2 separate regions of the Gossypium raimondii genome follow, and region 2 is linked to region 1. A link is a contact called in public Hi-C data. All regions are on one chromosome and are shown on one strand. Each heading gives the region's core, a stretch centred on a gene start, on an enhancer-like site or on the middle of the called end of the contact. The rest is flanking DNA. Distances are from core to core; before and after follow the strand shown. Region 1 overlaps LOC105791281 (a long non-coding RNA gene). Region 2 has its middle 43 kb from the start of LOC105791284.

Region 1 (4,138 bases), core at 923-3,422:
TTTCCTGCTTATTCTTTGAGGCACCTGCCTCACTCTTTTTCGAATCACTGCCCTTTGATTATTGAAATGGAGGTTGAATGAATGGGAAGAAGAACTAGAAGGTTTTGCTTCAAAGCTTGGTGGGTTCTAGAAGAGTTGTGTGAGGAAAAAATCAAAAGGCTTTGGGAAAGAAATTCAGGATTTTTCAAAGTCGTATCTCGGCTCTCACTATGGGATTGCAAAAGTGGGGGGGGGGGACAAAATTAAGCACAAAAGTGGCCAGGATGTGAAAAGATTGACAATGAGGTTGGAAGATTTGAATAGTCATGATAGATCGGAAGAAATTTTGGCCGAGCTTGTTGATGTTAAACTACACTTGAATAAGAAGATGTATAAGGAGAAAAGGTATTAAGAGCAGTGGGCAAGGGTGAATTGGCTGAAGATGGAAGATAAAAACACCTCATTTTTTCACAATTACGCTTCTCAGCAAAGGTGTACAAATCGTATTTGGGGTTTACAAAGGGTTGACGGCTCTTTAGCCATGTATCATCTTGGGATGGGGAACATTGCTTGTGGCTATTTTAATGACTTATTTGATTCAAGAGGGATCGGGTGGAACACAATCTGTCAGGGGTACCTCGTTCTATTTCAGAAAGCATGAACCAAAGTTTGCTGGACATATACACAGAGGACGAAATTGTGGAGGCGTTCAAAGAAATTAGGCCTACAAAAGCTTCAGGTTCAGATGGACTCCCGATTTTATTTTATCAGAATTTTTGGCATATTATCGGTAAGGACACTATTGCTTTTTGCTTGGATTTTCTGAATAATGGAAATTATTTGGAAGGTATTAACGAAACAAATTTAGTTTTGATTCCAAAAGTTGTGAATCCCCTTAATCTAAAAAAATTTTGTCCCATAAGTCTGCACGGTTATTTATAAGATTATTGCTAAGACAATTGTAAATCAACTATAAAAAGTTCTGGATGTTTGTATTGATGATTCTCAAAGTGCTTTTGTGCCCGGTAGGCTCATAACTGACAATATTTTGTTGGCTATGAGGTGCTTTATTCTTTAAAAAATAGAAGATCGGGGCGTAAAGGCTATATGGCTTTAAAATTAGATATGAGCAAGGCCTATGATCGTGTGGAATGAACTTTTCTTAAAGGTATATTGTTGAAGATGGGTTTTGCTTGTCCTTTTATTGATCTCATTTTGTATTGTATTAGTACAGTGAAGTATTCAATTATACTAAATGGAGAGGTAGGAGCTAGCTTTAAACTATCTTGAGGGCTGCACCAAGGAGACTTATTGAGCCCTTATTTATTTATATTTTGCGAAAAGGGGTTATCATACCTTAGGAGATTAGCGAGTCAATAAAGGAAAATTTCAGGGGCAAAAGTGTGCAGATCTGCTCCACCAATCACCCACCTCATATTTGCGAATGATTGTACCCTATTTGGAAAGGTTTCGGTAAGTGGGATTAATGTGATAAAAAATATTCTAAGTGAATATGAATCTTGCTCAGGACAATGTGCAAACTTTGACAAATCCACAGTTTATTTTAGCACAAATGTAAATAAGCAGGATAAGAATTTCGCTTTCTAAGTACTTAATGTTCGGTGTTCATCAGAGCCAGAAAAGTACTTAGGATTATCGAATATGGTGGGATAGGGTAGAAAAAAGGCATTCCAAGGCTTGAAAGATAGATTAAAGCAGAAGATAAATAGCTGGAGCATACGACATCTCTCACAAGGTGGAAAAGAGGTATTTATCAAAGTTGTTTTGCAAGCAATTCTAACATATGCGATGTTTAACTTTCTATTGCCAAAGTTCTTTTGTATGGAAATGGATAATATAATAGGGGCTTTCTGGTGGAAAAAGAATCATAAGAAGAAAGGCATGCATTGGTGCGATAGGAGGTCTTTGTGTCTACTTAAGGAAGGAGGTATGAGTTTTTCGAAATCTGTCACATTTTAATATTGCATTATTGACCAAACAAGGTTGGCATTTGTTACGTAATCCTAATTTGTTACTAGCATGAACTTTGAAAGTAAAATATTTTAAAGAAAAAGATTTCTTAAATTCTAGGTTAGAAAATCTACCTTATTTTACTTGGTAGAGCTTATGGGCTGCAAAAGGGCTTCTTCTGAAGGGTTTAGGTTGGAGGATAGGGATGGCAAGCAAGTGTCTATCTAGGGTGATGCTTGGGTCCTTGGCAATAAAAAATTCAAAGTATTTTGGGCCTAAATAAAGTTGCAGACTTGACTGATGTGAACACAAGAAAATGAAAAGATGGGCTAATTCGAATTTCGATAAGGAAGCTACGAGAATTTTATGCATTCCTCTATCTATGAATCCGCATGAAGATCATATCATTTGGCGTGGTGAGCTGACGGGGGAGTATTCGGTACCTAGCAGGCATAAATTTCTCTTACAAGATGGACAGACCCAAAGACAACAAAGCTACAGAATATTTTACAAAAAATTGTAGAACCTAGATCTACCTCCTAAGATTAAAATTACAAACTGGAGAATTTTCTATAACTATCTGCCTACTTTTAGCAACCTACATTACAGGCGAATGCTGGGATCCGTTGCTTGCCAAAGATGCCAAAATGGAGCAGAGAATAGGGAGCATCTGTTTCGGGAATGCCCTACATCAAAGGAGACATGGGAGAAACTAAATGTTACTTGGCCTATAGCAGATGTTAATATTGAGTACAAATGTTGGATTAAAAATATATTTGATTCAAATTCTTTGTTTAAGTGCAGATTGATAGTGTAACACCCCTAACCCTTATCTGTCATCGAAACAGGGTTACAAAGCATTACCAAACTTTATGGATTAAACGCGAACATTTCATAACATTTAACATACATATCAAGAACCAAACATAAACATTCATATTGTCCCTTTTATGAGCCCTCGAGGTCAAAAATAAGTGTTAGAAATAAATCTGGACCAAACAGAAAACTCAGAGAATTTTTCCCAAAATTCTAAAAATTTTCCTAAGAGCAGGGGACACACGCCTATGTGGCCGGCCGTGTGAGCCACACGGCCAGAAGGCACGCCCGTGTCTTAGGCCATGTGGGCATTCGATGTAAGGAACATGGTCGTGTCCCAGCCCATGTCCATACCCGTGTAACTCTCTAACTTGAATCACACGGCCTAGTCACACGCCCGTGTGCTAGGCCACGTGCAAAAAGCTGGGCATTCTATTTAGAAATTTTAAGGTGCAGGAAGCACATGGCCTTTTTATGGACGGGCAAAAAGTAGGCCCGTGTCTTTACCCATGTGGATGAAAATAGACCATTTTATGGCCTCTTTTCTCACCTATTCTTGAATTTAACCTACACATCTCAAATTTCATACATATAGGCCATAAAAAGATCTCTAAAACAACCAATTTCTATCATTATTATGGTCATATTATTACATATACTCTAACAATCTAAACTAGAACATAAATTATTTCACACATGCAACTACTATATTAACATGCTTTACCAATTCATTCATTACCCATACCAACACTTATACCAAACATGACAAACCATACATATATAAGTTAATATGAAACATAACCAAAATGTAGTTTCTAATATTTACACAACCATTTCAATCCCTATACATACCATATAAAACATAGTATGTTTAGCAAAATCTCTTGGTAAGTTGGATAGTGTGATTCGATGTGTTGATCTGATCTTCCAACTTCTTGTAAATCTACAAAGAACATTAAACAATATAAGTAAGCTTAATGAAGCTTAGTAAGTTTGTTAGCTTTAAACATAAATCTTACAAAACAGACTAAAACAATTCATTTAAATAAATTGTTTAAAATACATTTCCTGCCAATCACAACTTCAATTGATGAATTCACTTATTTCATCTCAAAATCGATAAAATCATGAAGTCTTTAAATATTATTCCATATGTGACTTACTAGACTTTGTCAAATTGAAGAACATCTTACGAATATGAGTACATCGTATACGGAAGCCCGAAGACTGCACAGAAGCACATAAGTGCTAAACGGAAACCCGTAAAGGTTAAACGAAAGCTCAAAAGAGCTAAACTGAAACCTAGAAGAGTTAAACTGCTGAAGCTCATGAGAGCTAAACGGAAAGCAAACATGGAAGTTCGTAACAAATG
Region 2 (4,138 bases), core at 664-3,163, 210 kb after region 1:
TCCTAAATCTGTTTATGGATTTATTCACTTGTGACGTTCATAGTGTGATATATCTTAATCCTGAGTGGATGACAGACTATATATGTGCGACTTATATACTTTGATGTAAGTAAAAGCTTGATTCAAATAGATAAGGAATTGAAAGCTGATGCATTAGGAATATGACTTTGCAATATGTAACATCTTTCACAATAGTGGAATTCATAGCCCAAGACATAGGTAAATGATATCCTCTCATTGGTATTACATGATAGATGAAAAGTAAACGTAGTCACGAGTCATTTGTCTTTATGATAAATAAATTAATTACTATTTGATAGTAATTGACTGTTCATGAAGGAAGATGTAATGATTACCATGAGATAAAATAGGATCATATTGGGAGAACGAATTTATCCCAAACAAATTAAATATATCTTATGTGGGTAACACACTTATGACAAGGTCATTGGATGAGCACTGACCGAGTAGCTTTCATAATAGTATGTTATCAGAGAGCGCTTAGTTACCATACTATAATGGAATTAGTTCATGATTAAATGAGTTTCTAATTAATAGGTGAAAATTTGGAACTTAATTATAACTTATTTAAGCCTTAATTATATATGTCCAATTGATCTCTTTGCTAGAAATGAATTGCATGTGGAATCAAATGAACATAAATGGATGAAAATGATAATGTTAGAGAAATGTGTTACATTCGAAAATGATTGTGGTTTCTTCCTAACCATGGAAATGACTTGATTATTAATTTAAGTTTTTTGAATTATTTTTTAATTAAATAATTGAAGTTCGAAAAGGGAATTAGATTACTTGGTCAATGGGAATCTGTTAAATATGGAAATTAAATATGTTTCCTCATAGATTCTTTTAAGGTAAAGTTGTCATGACTTTAAGGGAATTAAAATTGGGTAGAAAAAAAATATAAAGTGTTGGGTTAAGTCCAATACACATGTATAATTGGACCTAATATAGGACAGACCCAAAACCCCTCATAACGCATATAAGGGATAGCAACCCTAATATTTTTAGCCAGGATTTGCCGCCCCTCTTTCCTAGCAAAACTAGGGGACTAGTTTTTCTATCTAATAAGTATTTTTTGTATTCAACTAATTTAATCAAGATTCTTCGATCTCACCCTATAAATAGATGGCATTGATAGGGCTAAAAATACACAAGTAATATAGAACTCTAAGATATTGTTATTCTACCCGGAAATAGTGAGAATTTATTTTTAGGTATAAATTCTATTTTCTGGGAATAACATTTCTACCTGTTTCTATTGAAAGAGATACTAAAAGTAAGAAAAAATTTTCTAGTTCTGTGTTTGGTTCGAGATTGTTTCATCCCATACTCAAAGCAATTCATGGTACGAGAATAGCGAAGAAGGTCGTTCAATTAAAAGTTGAAAACGTCAAGGATCCTTCTCGTCTCGCACAAAGCTAGTTATTTTTTTAGAAAAGTTTATTACTATAAATATCACAAACCAACTTGATTTTTTAAATTTTATTTTTTTGCTCTGATAGAAAACTTTTTTCAAAATGGATTTTTTCCAATAATAGGAGAAAAATATTTGGCGCTACTCTGCTCAATTTCATCAATATTCACAAATCAATAGGCCATCTCATACAATGTGGAGAGCCTATCTTGTAGGTTGCTAGCAATATCTTGAGGAAGTGATGGTTCGTACCAGCAATAAAGTCTTAGACGGCCAAATCATCCGAGGCTTTCTTGATGATCGTGGTGGTTGTGTTGAAACAACGAATAAAGTTACCGAGGGATTCATTCTCTATTTAACGGATGGACATGAAGCACTTGGGAGATTGTTGTAGAGTTTTATTGGCTAGGAATCAGCTCATAAATAGCCCAACTAATATATTGAATGAAACCTTTTGGCAAAGACAAATACCACGCTCAGACGATATAGGAAACGGTCATGTGGTTATTATTGTGAGCTGGATGGTCCTCCGGGTCCCCCACACCTATATAGGAAAACTTTGGAAAATTTAAAGAAAACCAAGAGCTTGAAGGCTAGAACTTTCAGGACAAGAGGTTCATTGGAGTAACTCCAAGAGGTTTCATCTATTTTGACCCCCTCTAACTTCTTGCAAAACTTCCATCTTAAGGGTTTAACGTGCTCCTCCAAGGAAAAATTGTTAGCATAAGTGTTCTGGGAGCCAACTGGATGGTTGTTGTCAACAAGTAGGTCATTAGGCTAATGACGCTCAAGGTTTCTGTGGATGGTAGGCTAAGCCTCATCGTCTAGGTTGACCAAGTTGCCCCTCTTGTGATCTCAATAGGTGCTTTGAACTCAACTATTAGTTGCTCATTCTGAGCTTTCTTATAGTCAATGAGGTGTTAGCGCTCTTACTGCTATTGAAAGCAGTGTTGCTGCTTAAAAAGCTACTTCTTCATACGCCTCAGTTTTTCCTACATCTCAATAACTTAATGTTGGGAGCCAGAGTGCTGCTGATAAGTGGCTTGGTCTAGAGGAGTGGCAGTGACTGCTATTTGAGGAGGTAGGGGTAGCGAGGTAGGAAGAGAGAGCGTACTGCAAATATTGGGCAAGGTACTCCTTGGGATCATGTGATGTGGTTCTAAAGGTCTATTGAGAGTAAGAAGAGATAGGTTGAGCAAGGTTGTAGGTTGGCGATATTAAGGATGATGGAAGTACATGAGAAAGTGGTGGCAGAGGTTAAGAGAGTGATAGAACCGGAGGATGTCGAGAAAATATCAATATTTTGGGTTTAAGGTTTGGTAAAAAGGAACAAAAGGGTTGTTCAACCTCAATGATTGAGTCAAAACAGTGGGGTTTTGGTTTAAAGAGGGTTTAGAAGTGATGGGATTGATAGGATTCGTCGGAGCTAACGAGTTTACGGGGTTTGTGGAGTTAGCTAGGTTTGCTAGGTTGATGAGGGAATTGTTCTGAGAAGAAGTCATGGTAAGGCCCACGCTCACTGTACCAATTGTTGATGAAAGGTATCAACAAGGATGGAGATGAGGAGAAGGTGGTGGTGCAAAAGAGGTTAGTTCACCTAGACAGACAGAGAGCCAAAGAAGGATATGAGGAAGAGTAAGGTTACTGTGAGGGTTGAGAAGGCTGAGTGCAGAAAGTAACTGCTCAAGGTTGCTAATGGGAAAAAGATCCCCTTCTCATCGTCCTGCAAGGTATTTATAGGGAGATACCCTTTGTTTGGTAGTGTTGACGTGGCAACTTATTACCAAAAAGTTGCCATCATGGAGTGTGGGGGGGTGTACGTGGTGGGGCCATTTTGTTAGTCCTTTGGGGAAGCACAAGGATCGTATGCTCATGTGGATTCCAACTATCTATAAAAGAATGTTCGCACTTAAGGGAGTGTTTACAGCAGAAAACTAGTGACTTGGTCGTAGTAATGGGTGGCCTGATGTTGATTATGTTTCAGCTATCAATGGATGATCCCATGGAAGGCGTCTCGTCCTAAAGTCTAAGCAACTAGTGGTAACTCGGACAAAAAGAGGTGTAGATGAGAGATGTCACACGTTGAATGCCTTTTTGCCTTTTTGGCGTGCTGACGAAATGTCACATGTTGAATCCGAGCGAGCGTATAAAAATACTGGAGAGAAGATGAGAGATGATTCACAAAGATTATTGCCTGCAGCTGTAGGTAGGTATAACAGCTAGCCTAGCATATATATTCACGTATGAGAGAAAATGAGGAGAACGCCTTGGAGAGCAGACTATGATGTCTAACCAATTGGAGTAAATTGTGATTGGGCCCTCTTCCTTATCACTAATTTGTTAACATCGAAAAGTGTAGCTTTGATAAAGATTCATGTCGGCGCATATTGCTTTGCATCCCTTATGCTTTCCTCTCCACCCCTATAGCCTACGTTTGCTTATAGCTAGGTTGGGCTCATTGAAAAGTAGGGTCGCCATCGACCACCGTCTCTCTTTTGCCATCATTACATGACAATGGGTAGAGATAAACCAGACCAATATATAAGGTTCCTAATTCTGTTAGGATGGATCTTTAAACAAAGCCCTTCTACCCACTCTGCATTCGACGGATAAAATCATAAAAGAATCCTTGGTACGGTAGCTCTAACACCTAAATGAGTTTGGACCATACAGCTCTGCAATGTATTTACAATTTTTTTT

What was found. A called contact is a pair of places that touch in the nucleus more often than the background predicts.
Region 2: a Hi-C map of leaf shows a contact between it and region 1, with 5 times the contacts expected there. The contact joins two enhancer-like sites. A contact is called at or near these places in 2 of 2 Hi-C or Micro-C datasets (both in leaf).

What each region holds. Positions count from the first base shown.
Region 1 is chr8:34,044,734-34,048,871 of ASM2569854v1, forward strand. It overlaps LOC105791281 (a long non-coding RNA gene), which reads right to left. Exons shown (of 5, transcript XR_001132892.2): 4 at 3,619-3,709; 5 at 2,268-2,636. Among protein-coding and RNA genes, the nearest start is that of LOC105791281, 4.2 kb to the right of the region's middle. Within about 2 kb of position 2,173, the one cell type or tissue checked has open chromatin away from gene starts, as enhancers often do. A contact at or near this core is called in leaf, where this site is marked.
Region 2 is chr8:34,252,373-34,256,510 of ASM2569854v1, forward strand. No RefSeq gene overlaps it. Among protein-coding and RNA genes, the nearest start is that of LOC105791284, 43 kb to the right of the region's middle. Within about 2 kb of position 1,914, the one cell type or tissue checked has open chromatin away from gene starts, as enhancers often do. A contact at or near this core is called in leaf, where this site is marked.